Linked DNA regions of Mus musculus: region 1 is linked to region 2. A link is a contact called in public Hi-C data. All regions are on one chromosome and are shown on one strand. Each heading gives the region's core, a stretch centred on a gene start, on an enhancer-like site or on the middle of the called end of the contact. The rest is flanking DNA. Distances are from core to core; before and after follow the strand shown.

Evidence for each region. A called contact is a pair of places that touch in the nucleus more often than the background predicts.
Region 1: a Hi-C map of forebrain shows a contact between it and region 2, with 3 times the contacts expected there. The contact joins two enhancer-like sites. A contact is called at or near these places in 8 of 484 Hi-C or Micro-C datasets (the N1E-115 cell line, astrocytes, brain and 4 more) and 1 of 115 datasets of contacts at active chromatin or transcription factors (neural progenitor cells).

What each region holds. Positions count from the first base shown.
Region 1 is chr4:102,475,858-102,483,008 of GRCm38.p6, reverse strand. The region is part of intron 1 of Pde4b (phosphodiesterase 4B, cAMP specific); the gene reads right to left. Among named protein-coding and RNA genes, the nearest start is that of Gm52668, 36 kb to the left of the region's middle. Within about 2 kb of position 1,713, at least 14 of the 459 cell types and tissues checked have an H3K27ac peak or open chromatin away from gene starts, as enhancers often do. A contact at or near this core is called in cerebral cortex, cortical glia and forebrain, where this site is marked.
Region 2 is chr4:102,410,491-102,417,801 of GRCm38.p6, reverse strand. The region is part of intron 1 of Pde4b (phosphodiesterase 4B, cAMP specific); the gene reads right to left. Among named protein-coding and RNA genes, the nearest start is that of Gm52669, 66 kb to the right of the region's middle. Within about 2 kb of position 4,526, at least 30 of the 459 cell types and tissues checked have an H3K27ac peak or open chromatin away from gene starts, as enhancers often do. A contact at or near this core is called in cerebral cortex, cortical glia and forebrain, where this site is marked.

The DNA of each region.
Region 1 (7,151 bases), core at 464-2,963, 68 kb before region 2:
CTCTCTGCCTGTCTCTACCCCTACCTCTACTCTAACGATGCACTTACAGACACATACTGTTTCTTCACCAAGGTTTTACATTGGTTCTGAGGCTCCAAACTCAGGTCCGTATCCCTCCACGGCAAGCAATCTACGAGCTGAGCTCTCTTCCCAGCCCCCATCTGAACATTTTTCATATTGATTTGAATATAGATTTTTAGAAGCTTTTACCATTCACTGTGGCTTCTAGAATTACAACTTCCCATGTACTGCTGAATTGTTCATCTAGCAAGCTATACCACAATTTTCAGAACCATCTTACGTTTGGTGACTGTATTTGTGATTCCAAGTAGTACTGGTGCTGGTGTAGTTAAGGTTGAACATCTACCATTCGTGAAGTTACATTGACATTTCAGGTGAATTTGGAGGATGCAGCATATACATTTCTGACTTTGTGAGTAGCCATATGCTTGTAAGGAAGAGGTTGTCCATGTCCAACACGAGGACTGGTTAAAGACACCTTCCTTCCAGGACAAGAGACCTATCCTAGCAGGCTTGCTCACCCATCTCCAGAGCATTGTATGCAGCCTCTCTACTTGGTTGGGCCTGCTTCTCCTGGTCCCATTGGCATCCCTACACAGCCAAGGGAATTTTGTCTAATATCTAAAGCTTTAACAGCTGTTTTCTGCTTAGTGGGAGATCTCTGCTGCTTGGGCAGTAGTGACATTCCTGGAACTGGCAGCCTTTCCCACTGCTGCCTCTAGTACAAGGCTCTATTCTAATATCATCTTGGATCACCTTTTCCAGGGATCCTCTCTGGCACCGCAGTGCCACACTGATGGCCGCCTCTCCTCTGTGCTCCCTCACAGTTCTTTATGTAGAACAATTGTTTTTGCTGTTCCCAAGAGCTCAATTCCAGAAACACCCATCCCATTCCAAACCCCAAAGATGTGGGTGCTTAGGTCCCTTTTATGAAATGGCTTAGTATTGACATGTAATCTCCACAGCTCCTCCTGTGTAACTCCAATCATTTTAGGGCTTATGTATTATATAAAATGCAACGCAAATTTAGGTACACAGTTACTATACTCCATTCTTTAAGGCACAGTAAGAAAATATAGTCTGTACATATTTGTTACAGATACATATTTCCCCAACTGTTTTCTAGCCACGATTGACTACATCCTAAAACCCATGGATATGCTGGACTAACTATAGCATGAGAATACCTGCAGGTCTCTGTTTAATTCTCCATTTATTTGAATGCTTCCCAATGCATTGTCATAGTCAAGGGAGGCAATATTACCTGTTTTTGTGTCCCAGATATTTGGGTCAGAATCTTGCAAATAACAGATCCTTTGGGAAAAAAGTGTTTCCTGAACCAATTAAAGACTACTGGCATCCACTGAAACATGTTTCTCCTGGCCTCTTTCTCCTTCTCACTCCCTACCCTTGCTTCTGTCATCTTTAGCATTGACTTCTGTTGTTGCCTTCAAATGGATCCATAAAGAATGTGACTTTCCTTGATGAGTCTGATGTGGTAATGATGTAAGAATAAAATCTGAAAGAAACACAATTGTGTTTTCCCTAAAACAAGCTTATGGAGTACCACACTACCAGCTTCAGTAGGCTTTGTGGTAAAGCAGGGTCATCATCTGCCTCACACCTCCTCTGACAGTGTCGCCTCTCATCCCTTGGAATCTTTGCTAAGCCAACTTTGGGCTGGTGACAAGAAGGAGCCAGCAGATGGCAGAAGGCACCACTGTTTCTCATGGTTTCCTGGCCTCCAATTTAAGCCCTTGAAGGAAGATGAGAAGTCAAACTTCCTGAGCCTGGAAGGAAAAAAATCAGAGATAAAGAAGAGAAGTGCAAGGTGTGCATGAAGCCTTTGATTAAACCAGGAGCAGCTCTGCCTTCAGGAATTCAAGCTGAACTGGGAGGCCACTGAATGGCCTTGCCATTGTCCCTAGGGGGATGCTGTCCTGACTCCCAATTACCTGCACAAGCCTGCTGTCTGTAATGAAGAGCCATAAAGCAGAGTCCTAGGGATAGGTCAGTTCTGATTCAGTGGAAACGGTCTCTAGCTGAGTTCCTTTGACGGACTCTAACAAATCTTCCCACTGGAAAGACAAACTCTATGAAAAAAGATTTAAGCGCTCGGGTCAGCAGAGCTGCACACTGCCCTGGGGACTGAGCTCCGCTTTTCCTTCTGCTGTCTTTTTTAAAGCAACTCACCGAGCATCATCTGCATCATTTAATCCTCACAGTTTGCTAGGCTTATTCCTTGTGACCTATTTGAAAGAGGGAAAGAACGAAGGCTCTAAAGTATACAACTTCATTTGAAGTGACCTCTTTTTTTTTTATTATTATACTGTTATATAATCTGTGCCCTAGGCCCTTTCCTCCACAAGGCATTTTTGTCTCAGAGTTTGTCATGTTGGACTGTCTTCCTGGGCTTAGTGATCTTTCTTCCTTCAGACCACAGCCTCCTAGAAGCAAGACTTATGCCTTAATTCATTTCTGTATTTCTAGAACCTGGAGCTGACTCTCATATCAGAACACACATACATAGTTGTTGGATGAATGCAAGAATCCCACAGTTGACATCTCTTATCTGACAGGCCGATCCACTTGGGTCAAAATGTTTGTCAGTCAAAGACTGCAGTGGAGTACTTGAGTCGAGCTGATCTAATCCTCTGACATTAACCTTCCTTCCCCATCCTCCCCACAACACCTGAGAATGCCACCCTAGGAGCATCAGTGTCTAGAGTTTGTACACATATTATATATATGTGGGAATGTTGTTCACACAACCAAAAAAAAAAAACCAGTCTCATCAATGTTCTATTAGAAAAGTTTTTCCCCCCATTTATACTTAGATTAACATCTTCAAACACTTGCTTAACATTTGAAAAGTAAAAATAACCATTTGACTATTTCCTTGATATTTACACTGGCCAGTACTTCTCTCTGGTCCTGTAGAAGAGAAGCTAGACAGGGATCCTCGCCTCTACTCACAGTAACAGAGATCCACATTTATAGAACCAACCGGTGGCTTTCCTAACGAAAAGCTTAACTGTACAAAAGCACAGACATCATGATGATGAGTCCATGCCCTAGGCAGAGCAGAACTTCTCTGGGCATAGTAACAACAGACTCGTGCCATGTTGCCTTGAGAATCCACTTCTAGAGTCTATGACTCTCCTTCCAGACACCATGAGGAGAAGTCTAGTGGTCAGCTCATCTGCATTCTAGAAGCAGCTTCCTACTGATGTGTTTTTCTTCCCCAGGAGGTTGGAAAGTTGCATTAATTGGCAATAATTCCACATAGACTTTACCAGGGATAGTGCTGGAATGCTGAAGAGCTCTGGCTCGGGGGGATCTGGCTTCTAGTGCCCACTCTGGAGGGAATACACCGAAACAGGGGCTCCCTGTACTCTGACCCCACACTTCAATATGAAATGGATCTGTGAGGGAAAAGATCTCTGGGGTGCCTCTAAGATGAGACGTCTCGTGGATGTTTTCTTAACAGAAAAAGATTTTTAAGTGTGAATCTGCAGTAATGGTGCCGAAGGGCACTCAGCAAACATTTAGTAGCACCCTCTCTAAAACAAGGCATGGTTCTTACTCTGTGGTTAAAGCAACATAGAAAAGGGTCCCTTAAGGAAGAATTAGCAATAGAAAATTATAATCAAAAAATGATATGTGTAGATAACATTAATGCCATGAAAAAAACCCTCAATAGTGTGCTGAGCACGTTCACCCTATATGGTTAAGAGCCCTCTCCTGATTCCCCACAGAGGCGCCATCTGCTTTCTTCAGATGGTATCTGAGCTAAGATAGAGCAGGGGTCGTGACAGGGTATCATTGGATCCTGCCATCTCTCCATTTCCACACTTGCTTTTAACTGGAGAACTGGGTCAGACAATAGTCGAGTCTATATTCTGCAATGATTGCTAAGTTGCTGAGTCAGCTTTTTCCACGCTTTTCCTCTTCTGCGAGTGTTACCGCCCCTCACAGCTGCACCTGTACCGATATCCAGGTGTTTGTTTGTGTCTATCAAAGCATTTGTCCTGTGTGACTCTTCTCTGCTCATTGGTCCCCAGGGGGACCCTGCTCCTCAAGAACATAGAACACCTTGTATACACATGCACACACACCCCCACAGACACACAAAGAGACAGAGAGACAGAGAAACATGATCAATCTAACACAAAAGTAAAATCATGATGTAGTCCCAAGAGTAAATTCTAACCTTCTTTCTGTGGCCCCCGACACATCTACTCACAGCACCCTTCCTCTGTTCTGAAGAATTCAGCCTCAGGCTGCTTTGATTGAGGAGCAGGCCAAACCCTAGTTCAGGAAAAGTGTTAAGTAACGATTCCTTGATGAATGCATAAACTCTGGCTTCTAACCCTGATTAACCTCTTGTTCATTGTGTGACTGTTTTTCTTATTCTCTAGCTTTGGAGTAAGTTACCTACTAGACAGTTTCTTTTTCAAACTACTATTTAAACAGCTCCCCTTTCCCCCACAACATCTCTCGTAGCTCTGTGCCATTTAATTAATTAATTTTTTTCAAAATTGCTTTCCATTCTTATCAACTCTAAGGCAATCTGTTGCACTTGCCAATGGCTTAACTAGCAGTGCCTGGCACTTGACTGGAACACAGCACTAATTCTTAGCAGCTGCCTGTTCTGTGGATTAATGAATAACTGAAGACCAGTGATGCTCCTGGCGACTCCCAAACGCCAAGCTTACTAGCTTCTTGGACTTTCATTCATCTGGGGGAGGAGCTGTCTTAGCCATTTCCTAACTAAGTGAGCTGCCACACAATTTCTAAAGCAATTCAAATCTAAAACAAAAGTTGACCTTTCCTTCAGTCTCTGCTCCATTTTTTATCCCTGTGTTTCCTTTAGACAGGAACAATTCTGGGTTAAAGATTTTAAGAAAGGTAAATGGCCCTATCTCTCAACTGGGGGCCATGTCTATCTACTGGAGGTGGTCTCTTCAGAGACTGTCCCACCTTGGCATCCATCCCATCTGCAGATTCCAAACCCCAACACTGTTGCTGATGCCAGGAAGTGCTTGTAGACAGGAGCCTGGTGTAGCTGTCCTCTGAGAGGCTCTGCTAGCACCTAAGACTGATGCGATACTCACAGCCAACCATTAGACTGAGGCCAGGGACCCCAATGGAAGAATTAGGGGAAGGGCAGAAACAGCTGAAGGGGATTGCAACTCCATAGGAAGAACAACAATATCAACTAGGCAGACCCTTCAGAGCTCCCAGGGACTAAACCACCAACCAAGGAGTATACATGAGTCATCCATGGCCCCACTATGTATACAGCAGAGAACTGCCTTCTCTGGCATCAATGGGAAGGGAGGCGCTTGGTCCTGTGGAGGCTTGTTGCTGAAGCAAAGGGGGATGAAAGGGGGGGGGTGAAGCAGGAGTGGGTGGGTGGGTGGGGAAGCACCCTCTTAGAGCTAAAAAGGAGGGGGGATGGGGTGGGGGAGTTGCAGAGGGGAGACCAGGAAGGGGAACACATTTGAAATGTAGATAAATAAAATAATTAATAAAAAATGTTAAAGGTTGATATAAATCTTGTCACAGATTTGAAACACATTTTTGTGCTTATTACTGTGAGTTGATTTTGAAAATGAGATTATTTTCCCATTAGGCATCAGAAGCCATTGGCCTTTCAAAGGCACTGGAAAAATGAGGGGTCGGTCTGAAAGCTGTGTTCCCAATTCTGCTTGAAAATGCAATTGCTTAACATTTAAGGGATTTTATATTTTAAATTACTGAGTGTATTCTCTCTGGGATAAGCAGGCCACATATCTCCTTTTTAGTTGAGGTAGAAGGGCTAGAAGGTGTGGTAGTAACTCAAATAATAATCATGAAATTGGAAATCAATGCCTCAGCCACCACTCTGCAGAGCCGCGAATAGCGTTTACGTCAGTTAACATCTGGGCCCCAAATGTTATCAGTCTTGAGCTCTGCACCTGCAGACAGCCTGACATTTGGATTTGAAATATGTGCTTTGGGAGGAAGAAGCAGGGAGAAGAGCGGGAGGAAAAAGACATGAGATCAAGTGGAAAAATAAGATTCCAACGTTGCTTCTTCTCTCTGAGGCAGACTGGACAGAAAAACTGTACTTCTTCTTCCCAAAGATGCTGGGCACATTGAGCATACATGGAGTGTACCCCACCAGGTGCCGAGGACTCAATATGTCACCTGATCTCTTTGTGAGGAAGGAGGGAACCTTCTCAAAATGTATTTATTTAAAAAGTTTAGAAGGTGTAGACTGTTTTTTTTTTTTTTTTTTGGTTTGTTTGTTTGTTTGTTTGTTTTTCTGCTTACAGTATATGCACCACTTGCATGCCTGGTGCCTACAGAGGCCAGAAGAGAGCATTGGATCCCCTGGAACTAGAGTTATAGTGGCTGTGAGCTGCCTGATGTGTTAGGAATAGAACCCAGGTCCTGGGCCAGAGCAGCAAATGCTTTTAACTGCTGAGCCATTGATCCAGCCTTCAGGAAACTGTTTCTAAGGGATGTAGAAACGTAAGTTCAGAAGGTTTGTGTGTAACTTGCTGACAAGCATTCAGTAATTAGACGGTAGGGCCTGGATTTAAACCTGTGTTGATTTAATACATTAACTACTAACTGGTCATTTTTAAACATCTCTTTTGTTTTCTTGCTTCTACAGGTATTTTTCATGGCTTTATATGAGATCAGCCTCTGTGTTCTGAACTCTGTTCTCTCCACCTCTGGACATATTCTCTCTTTCCTGTATCATCATTTCCATTTTGTATACCAGCAAACGGAACTGGAAGATCTATCTACCCCTACCCCCACCAATGGATATCCCAAAGATGGTGGAAATTGAAGACCTTAATTACCCACTAACCAAAATTCCAAGGAGTGGTAGAGGAAAATACTTCTTGCCAAAAGTAACACTGGATGAAATCTAGTTTTACACAAAAGATCATTGGGTAAAATGCACAAATTTTAAGATGTGTTGTGAGGTTCGTGTGTGTGTGTGTGTGTGTGTGTGTGTGTGTGTGTGTATGTATGTGTATGCCTCAACAAAGGCATAGAGTCAAAGAAGGGAGAGGTGGAAACACTTTATGAAAGATCCTTATAGTATCTATGAAATGGTGTCACATTGC
Region 2 (7,311 bases), core at 3,277-5,776:
CCCATTCTTTGCCTTTTCAGCTGTTTTTAAAAAGTCTGCTTTTGTCTTTTTAGTTACAAAATAATGTTCTTAGATGCAAAGAATGTATATAATTTGTGATCTTAGTTAAGTCTAGTTGATCTTTCTTTTCTTTAGTGTATATTTGGATGCTTTTCCACTTAGCGCTTTTAGAACATTTTGAAAGTGTTTACGGTATAGAAGCTTTGCATGTTCATGGAAATTTTATTTTGAAGTACTTTATTCTTCTTGATGCCTTTGTTAATATAATTACTTTAACTTAATTTTCAAGTTGTACATTACTGATGCATAGACTTACATTTGATTTTGTGCGTTGATCTTATTTTTGAAATATTGTTTAGCCTCTTTGTATTTTTATTTATTTTCTGGCATGCATGGAGGAGGTTGTATGCATTCCTTGATATCTGGAATGTAAGTTCTTTAACAGTGAAACTGATTTAGTTTAATTTGTGCAACTGAAGAAAGAAAAATGTCCATTGAGTTTCTTGAGAGAAACCTACTGAGTCTCCAGTGTCAGTCTTGGCAAAATGAGTGACCTCTGACTTGCATTTCTCACTAAATGTTACAATAATATATAAATGCATATATATATATATATATATATATATATATATATATATATATATATATATATATCTCAGTCTTGTAAATAATCCTCTGAAGTAAGGATTATTTTGTTCTCATTTAAAATAAAAACTGAACCTAATGAATTTTCATGGCTGCAGTTAATTATCATGGCAGCGATTCAAAGAAAATAGGTCTGAGAGGTGTGATTTATACCTGAGTATTGCCTTGTCAGCTGTTACATGTGAGCACTGACTGCTATTTCTTGTATAGTAAAGCTCACTTTCTATAACAGTAGTTCTTGGCCCCTTCCAAAGCAATACTGGAGAATCCTTGGGCTTGGGAATGATTACAAGCAGAAAACTTTATTTCAGGAGTGCATCTACAGATGGTTCTTTTTGGCTTTTCTGTTCCAGCAGGTTCTATGCACAGATCTTGGATTCAGGCTTGGTTGCCCCTCACCAACCAACAGCCTTTCCTGAACAAGGAGTTAAAAGAAAGGTGATTGCAGTACCTCTTGCAGTGCCAGTGGGGACCTGAACAGCCTGGCCCAGAGCAGCTGGCAATTGCTTAATTAGGACAGCACTGGTTTATGCCACTAACTTTTCAACTTACTAATGTTAAATGACATCATAAAGCTGATTTCTCTCTAACAAATTTTAAGTGCTTAAACATGAATTTAAGAAGCTAGAGAGATGGCTCGGCAGTTAAAGAGAACTGGTTGCTCTTCTAGAGGTTCTGGGTTCAATTCCCAGCAACCACATGTGGCTCACAACCATCTGCGATGGGATATAATGCCCTCTTCTGGTATATCTGAAGATAGCAACAGTGTACTCATATACGTTATATAAATAAATAAATAAATCTTTTTTAAAAACACGACTTAATTGGCTGAAGTAAATTACAATAAATGTTGTGCTTCTGAACATAATCTGATTATTTGGTTTTGCTTGCAAGCCAACTCCTTTAATGAGCATCTCTTTAACATGAAAAATCAGTGTCTGTGCCATTTTACTTATAAATAATAAAAGCAGCAATAATGCTGGCTCTGATCATTATAGAATTTTATACAAACAAGCAATTAAAAATAGAATTATTAAATCTGATTTTAGAGTCCCCCCCCCCAAAAAAACTTCCTTGCATATTTAGCTGCCGCCACAATCTTGTGATAAAAGTATATGTATTTCCTTTGTATGATTAAGGAAACTGATGTTCAGGCAGACTTTATATACTGCTAGAAGGACCTTTTGAGACAGTATTGCTGTTTCTATTTCGCAGATGAGTCTGACAGAGGATTTGTCTTACACAGTGTTTAACACTGTAGTAAGTAAAATGTAGGGAAGGAGTCAGGAAGACAATGACAGCTCAGCTCAGGTGATGGCCAATGACCTGCCCATAATAAAGATGAGACAACTGAGACTTTGGATCATGTCAGGTTGGATCTTCTGCTTATTATAAACATAATAGCTAGCTCATTGACTTTTATCCTAATAATTCACAATCATAAATTCTTTCCTTGGTTGATTTAATGCCCTCATCACCTTACCCACATACTATGACCAGAAGTGAGTACAGTCTGCAAGCAAATGGAGATTTGTAGCTATGGAAAAGTGGACAGTTAGCTGGCTACTCAAAACCTGATGCACCCTCTAGTAGAGCTTATTGGATTCAGTAACTAGTTCTGAATGATTAATAGTAGAGTCTGGAGATGTTCAACTCTCAATATGCCACACATTGTCAGGCTACCTTTGTGTTCAGTGTGTGTGTGTGTGTGTGTGTGTGTGTGTGTGTGTTAGACAAGGAGATCACAGGGTACCAGAATGGCAAAAATCAAAGTAGGCAAGCACACAACCCCTCAGCACCCAACATCCCTGTAAAATTGCAAGCTTGTCCCTGAGTGTTATTTTTCCAATATGGATAAAGTCAATCAAGAGGCAGAAAACCCACAAAACATCCCTGGGATGACCTCACACTCAAAACTTTCACTGAATATTCGGACAGTCCAGAGACACTCACGAACCAGCTATGATCAGGGCACATCTTTATCAGTCAAGAACACTTGGCTTAAGATGAGTCCTTTGATGAGTGCCTGCCATGAAGGAGTGTGATATGGGCATTGCTAAGTACCACAGGGTTTATGCAGATTCTCATAGACTGTAACACATTTACAATTTTGTTGCCATCAACTTTGTTTCAAAGACAATGGAATCAGATATCCAAAAGATTAAGTCATGTGCTTATGGTCACAAAGCTAGTGAATTTGAGAGTCTAGCCTAGATGTGTTTACCCATAAATTACTGATGCTTTTACACTGCCAGAAGTCTGGGTGGTAGAGCAGTGGATAAGTGGCTGATCTTTAGAACAAGGCTAAGTCACTGAACCGAAGGGTCATTTATGCAAATGGTCACAGAGTCATGTGACGCTGTAAGCAAGGAAGCCGAATGTACATAGTAGTTACAGCACAACCTCTGTAGCTTTGGAGGGAAAATGGGTAATTTATGTGAAAATACCTTGTGAATAGCAAAAGACCATCGAAATAAGAACTTCAAAATATTAGAACTTCTGCAGAAAAAGAATCTCTAAAAGGATGAATTGATTTCTTATTCAAAGAATTGAGTGTTCAACCAGATAATCACTTAGAAACAGTATCCTGATATTTTAGACTTGGGCGAGTCTCCAAAAGCTCCCACCAGGGATAGTTTCCTGCATTCAGTCTAAGAACATATTCCAACAGAAAGAAAAAGCCCATACTGTGTGTGTGTATGTGTACATGCATGTTGGGGGATACTCTACGTGGATGAATTTATGTACATGTGTGTGTGCACTTGTGCATGTGTGTGTGCGTGTCCATGTATGTCCTGGTTTTTAGATTTGCATAACCATAGCTATTAATTGGCACTGGTTCTGGGTTCAAACCTGTCATCAATTCACGCCTTGATCTGCTGTACAAATTGTTCTGTACTCAGTGTGAAAGCAAGAGCGAGGCACTTATAATAACCTCTCTGAATGATGAGTTTCCAAGACTTAGGAGAGTATACTGTAATTTCAGAAGGGAAAAGAGCCACCTTTTCATCTTCCAAAAGGTTGCTTGAGAATATTTTTTAATTCCTGCCTGACAGTGTGTGTGTCCTTTAGGATGAGACTGTGATCTGGAAACAATAACATCCCGGAGTTGAAACAGAGCTGCTCTGCGTGCTGCTGGAGGGCCACAAGCCAACTTGGCTCATCATGAAGTCTGACACAGGCACCCCCTCCTGATGTGCTTTGTTTTCATATTTAAATAAATCCTAGAGGCACAGTCGGTATAATTGGATCTTCAGAGGTACTAAGAATCAATTTGACGTTAGAAAACTTTCCTGTAAAGACAAGACCATCAGTGGCTATTGACTCAAACCTGGCCATTTTACAAATAAAGAAACTTGTTCAGAGACCTGTGTGAGGCTGCTTGGACAGCTAGAACCTTTTCCCAGTTTTGTGGATATATTAGAGGCTTGTCCCCATTAAAGATGACACTAAGTAAATTGTGTCATATGTTTAACTCTACTTACTGAGTACTAAATAAAATAATGGCAACTCAGTGGAGCAGAAAGGGAACTACACAGACCTGAATTCAAATCTCATTTAGTTTCTTAATCGGTAACAGGTAATTTAATTTCCTGGGCTTTGAGGTTTGCAACCGTAAAGCGAGGATATAATATACTGCACTATTTAAAGATCTTGAATTTGTGAGTGCCGAGAAACTAATTAAAATGGGCACAAGTAAAACAGAGGAACTATTGGGCCCTATAATGGAGCTATTGTAATAAATGAAAGGGTAGACACAGTGCCAACCTCAAGCAATACTGAATAGAAAGATTCAACAGTTCTTGGTCCCTATATCTGCGCTGTCTCTAGTCTCTATATGTCAAGCAAGCCTGTTAGTCAAGCTCTTTCACACAGGGACACAGTCATGCTCTGTGCCTCAGCCTCATGATGAGAAGGAAGGGCTCTTCCCTGCTTTAGTCTTTATTGTAAAAGTCCCATGTGGCAGCCTTCATTTGCTCATTGTTGGCAATGAGCATGTCAAGTCTTCTAGACAGCAGGTGGCAATTTCAAAGTCCCTGTTAAAACCTGCAGTGTTGCCTAGCAAACACAGAAGTGGATGCTCACAGTCAACTATTGGATGGATCACAGGGCCCCCAATGGAGGAGCTAGAGAAAGTATCCAAGGAGCTAAAGAGATCTGCAACCCTGTAGGTGCAACATTATGAACTAACTAGTACCCCGGAGCTCTTGACTCTAGCTGCATATGTATCAAAAGATGGCCTAGTCGGCCATCACTGGAAAGAGAGGCCCATTGGACACGCAAACTTTATATGCCCCAGTACAGGGGAACGCCAGGGCCAAAAATGGGAATGGGTGGGTAGGGGAGTGGGGGGGTGAGGGTGTGGGGGACTTTTGGGATAGCATTGAAAATGTAATTGAGGAAAATACGTAATAAAAAGAAAAGAAAAAAAAACCTGCAGTGTTTCGATGAGCAAGTGAGACCTCTTACCAGGGGGAAGGGTGGTGGTTATTAATGACTGAGATAACGACTATAAGTACTATAGGTACCTGCTATAGTACCTAAAGCACTATGAATCAACTATAGGTATCTAATTCAGGAAGGCAATAATCAAATAAGATGTTGGGCCTAAGTTCCCCAAAAGTAATTTTAAGTGTGTATCAGGCAAGATACAAAGTATGCAGGAGTCTCTAAAGCAATCTGTATGGTGGCAAAGGTGACATTATGCAAGTATGATAGGGTTTGGGACACAAGGCAGGGTCCTTGCAGTCACTGATAACCTTGGCACTTTATCAGGGGATTGACCAAAACAGCTTGAAAGTTCATGTTTTCTCTTCTCATCTTTGTAATTTTACAGAGGAAAGTACAAAATTCTAAGAATAGGTTCTAGAAAACAAAACAAAACAAAACAAACCTTATCTTTCATTAGAGCATGAATGAGGCCCATTGAATGGTTTGGTTTTTAAAATAATCACTCTGGAGAAATGACTGAAGAAGATAGGACAAAGGTGAACCATCCAGTCAGTGAATATTTCTGAAGACAAGCTAGGTGTTAATGGTGCTTTGCCTTGGTGAGCAGTGGCAGCGTGGTAACAGAAGTCAAATTCCAGGTGTATGTGCAAGGTAAGGCCTGAGCGAACTCACTGACTGAAATGCCTAGCCTGAGGGTAAGAGCTGAGCCCCATGTGATAAGTGGACTCCTACTTTACAGCAGAGTCCCCTCAGGTCCTGCTCCTGGCTTATGAGTTTGAGGTCCTGGTCCACAAAGGGAAGATGCTGCTATGGTCACAGATTTGGAGCTGAAGGGAAAGAATAAGATTGAAGATAAGATTCTGGCAGCCACTGGCTGCCAGACAAGCTTAAAGGCCAGAGTTCAGTTTATGTGAGAGGAGAGAGACAGGAAAGGAATTGTGGACCCTATATGTCTGGAAGATGAGCATCCACTGGTACTAGTGAGAAATCAGTGGGGCAGACTGTCTGAAGCTAAGGAGAGGGAAATGTTTGAGGAGGTACAACAGAATAGACAAGATAGTTGGTCCCAATAATCTTGACAAAAGAAGCAATGTCAGTGGAGCTATGAGCATGAAAATTGGGTTAAAAAATGGAGATGGTGAATAGGCACAGTTTGTGGGCTTTATTGTAAGTAGGGGGAGAGGTGTGGGGTTTATTTCATGAGAGATGTAGTATCTGAGGAGAGTACTGAAAACTGAGACAGTGACAAAAAACATGAAATCAGAAGAGAGATGCAGTGACAGCTTAGGAACTGAGCATATACTAAACAAAATAAATATGCATTGTCTATTTCAATGGCTGTATAAGGACCAGGTGTTTAATACCATGAACTAAGTGAATACTCACTCTGGTCTTTCTCAAACTGCATCTCACAAAGCATTCTATCATGTCCCCATCTCAAATGTTTATGATGACACCATACATGTCCTGATGGCTTCTCATTTGAGTTCCGCTTATAATACTTTCATTGTCTTCCACAATAATAGCGATTGAGTTTGAAAAGTGAAGAAATTGTTGGTATCCCAATGAGCTCACACATTTCTGTTCCTTTCACTCACTCATTCTGATGAAATCTGAAGCCAGATGAAAATGCAGATGCTGTTTGTTAGTTCTGCTGGAAGGGTGGAGCAAACGCTCCTCTGTCAAAGGCAATGATGGGTCTTGAGGCTCTTAAGGCATTAAAGCTTCAAGACTATCAGCATCAAGAAAACTTTACCAGATTTGGGTCAGAACCTTTAGACAAAATAACCTACTTTTCATTATATTTTATCAGAGACATATTTTGTATTAGCAGCCAAAAATTGTACTGAGATGCCATGGTTCCTTGGCATCTTGTAAATTTTGTACATGTGTATCCATGTGCGCGCGCACACACACGTACATCTACTGGTGACAATGGATAGGCTGTCATGTGATTAGCTATTGGTTATATTAAGGCCAATTAATGGATCTGTTGTCCAACTCTAAATTAGTTTTAAAAAATATTTGTAGGAATATTAAAATTAGTTGTCCATGAGCTATCTGTGTGGAAACAAATATGCTTACTGTTGAAATGGCCTGAAATAGTAGAAATTGGGAGTGGCCATGATGGATCATGTGAAATGGTGAGGAGGCACAAAGTGAGCATGAGCGTAAAGTAGAAGCGACATGGAGGACAGGCAGAGCAAGGGGAAG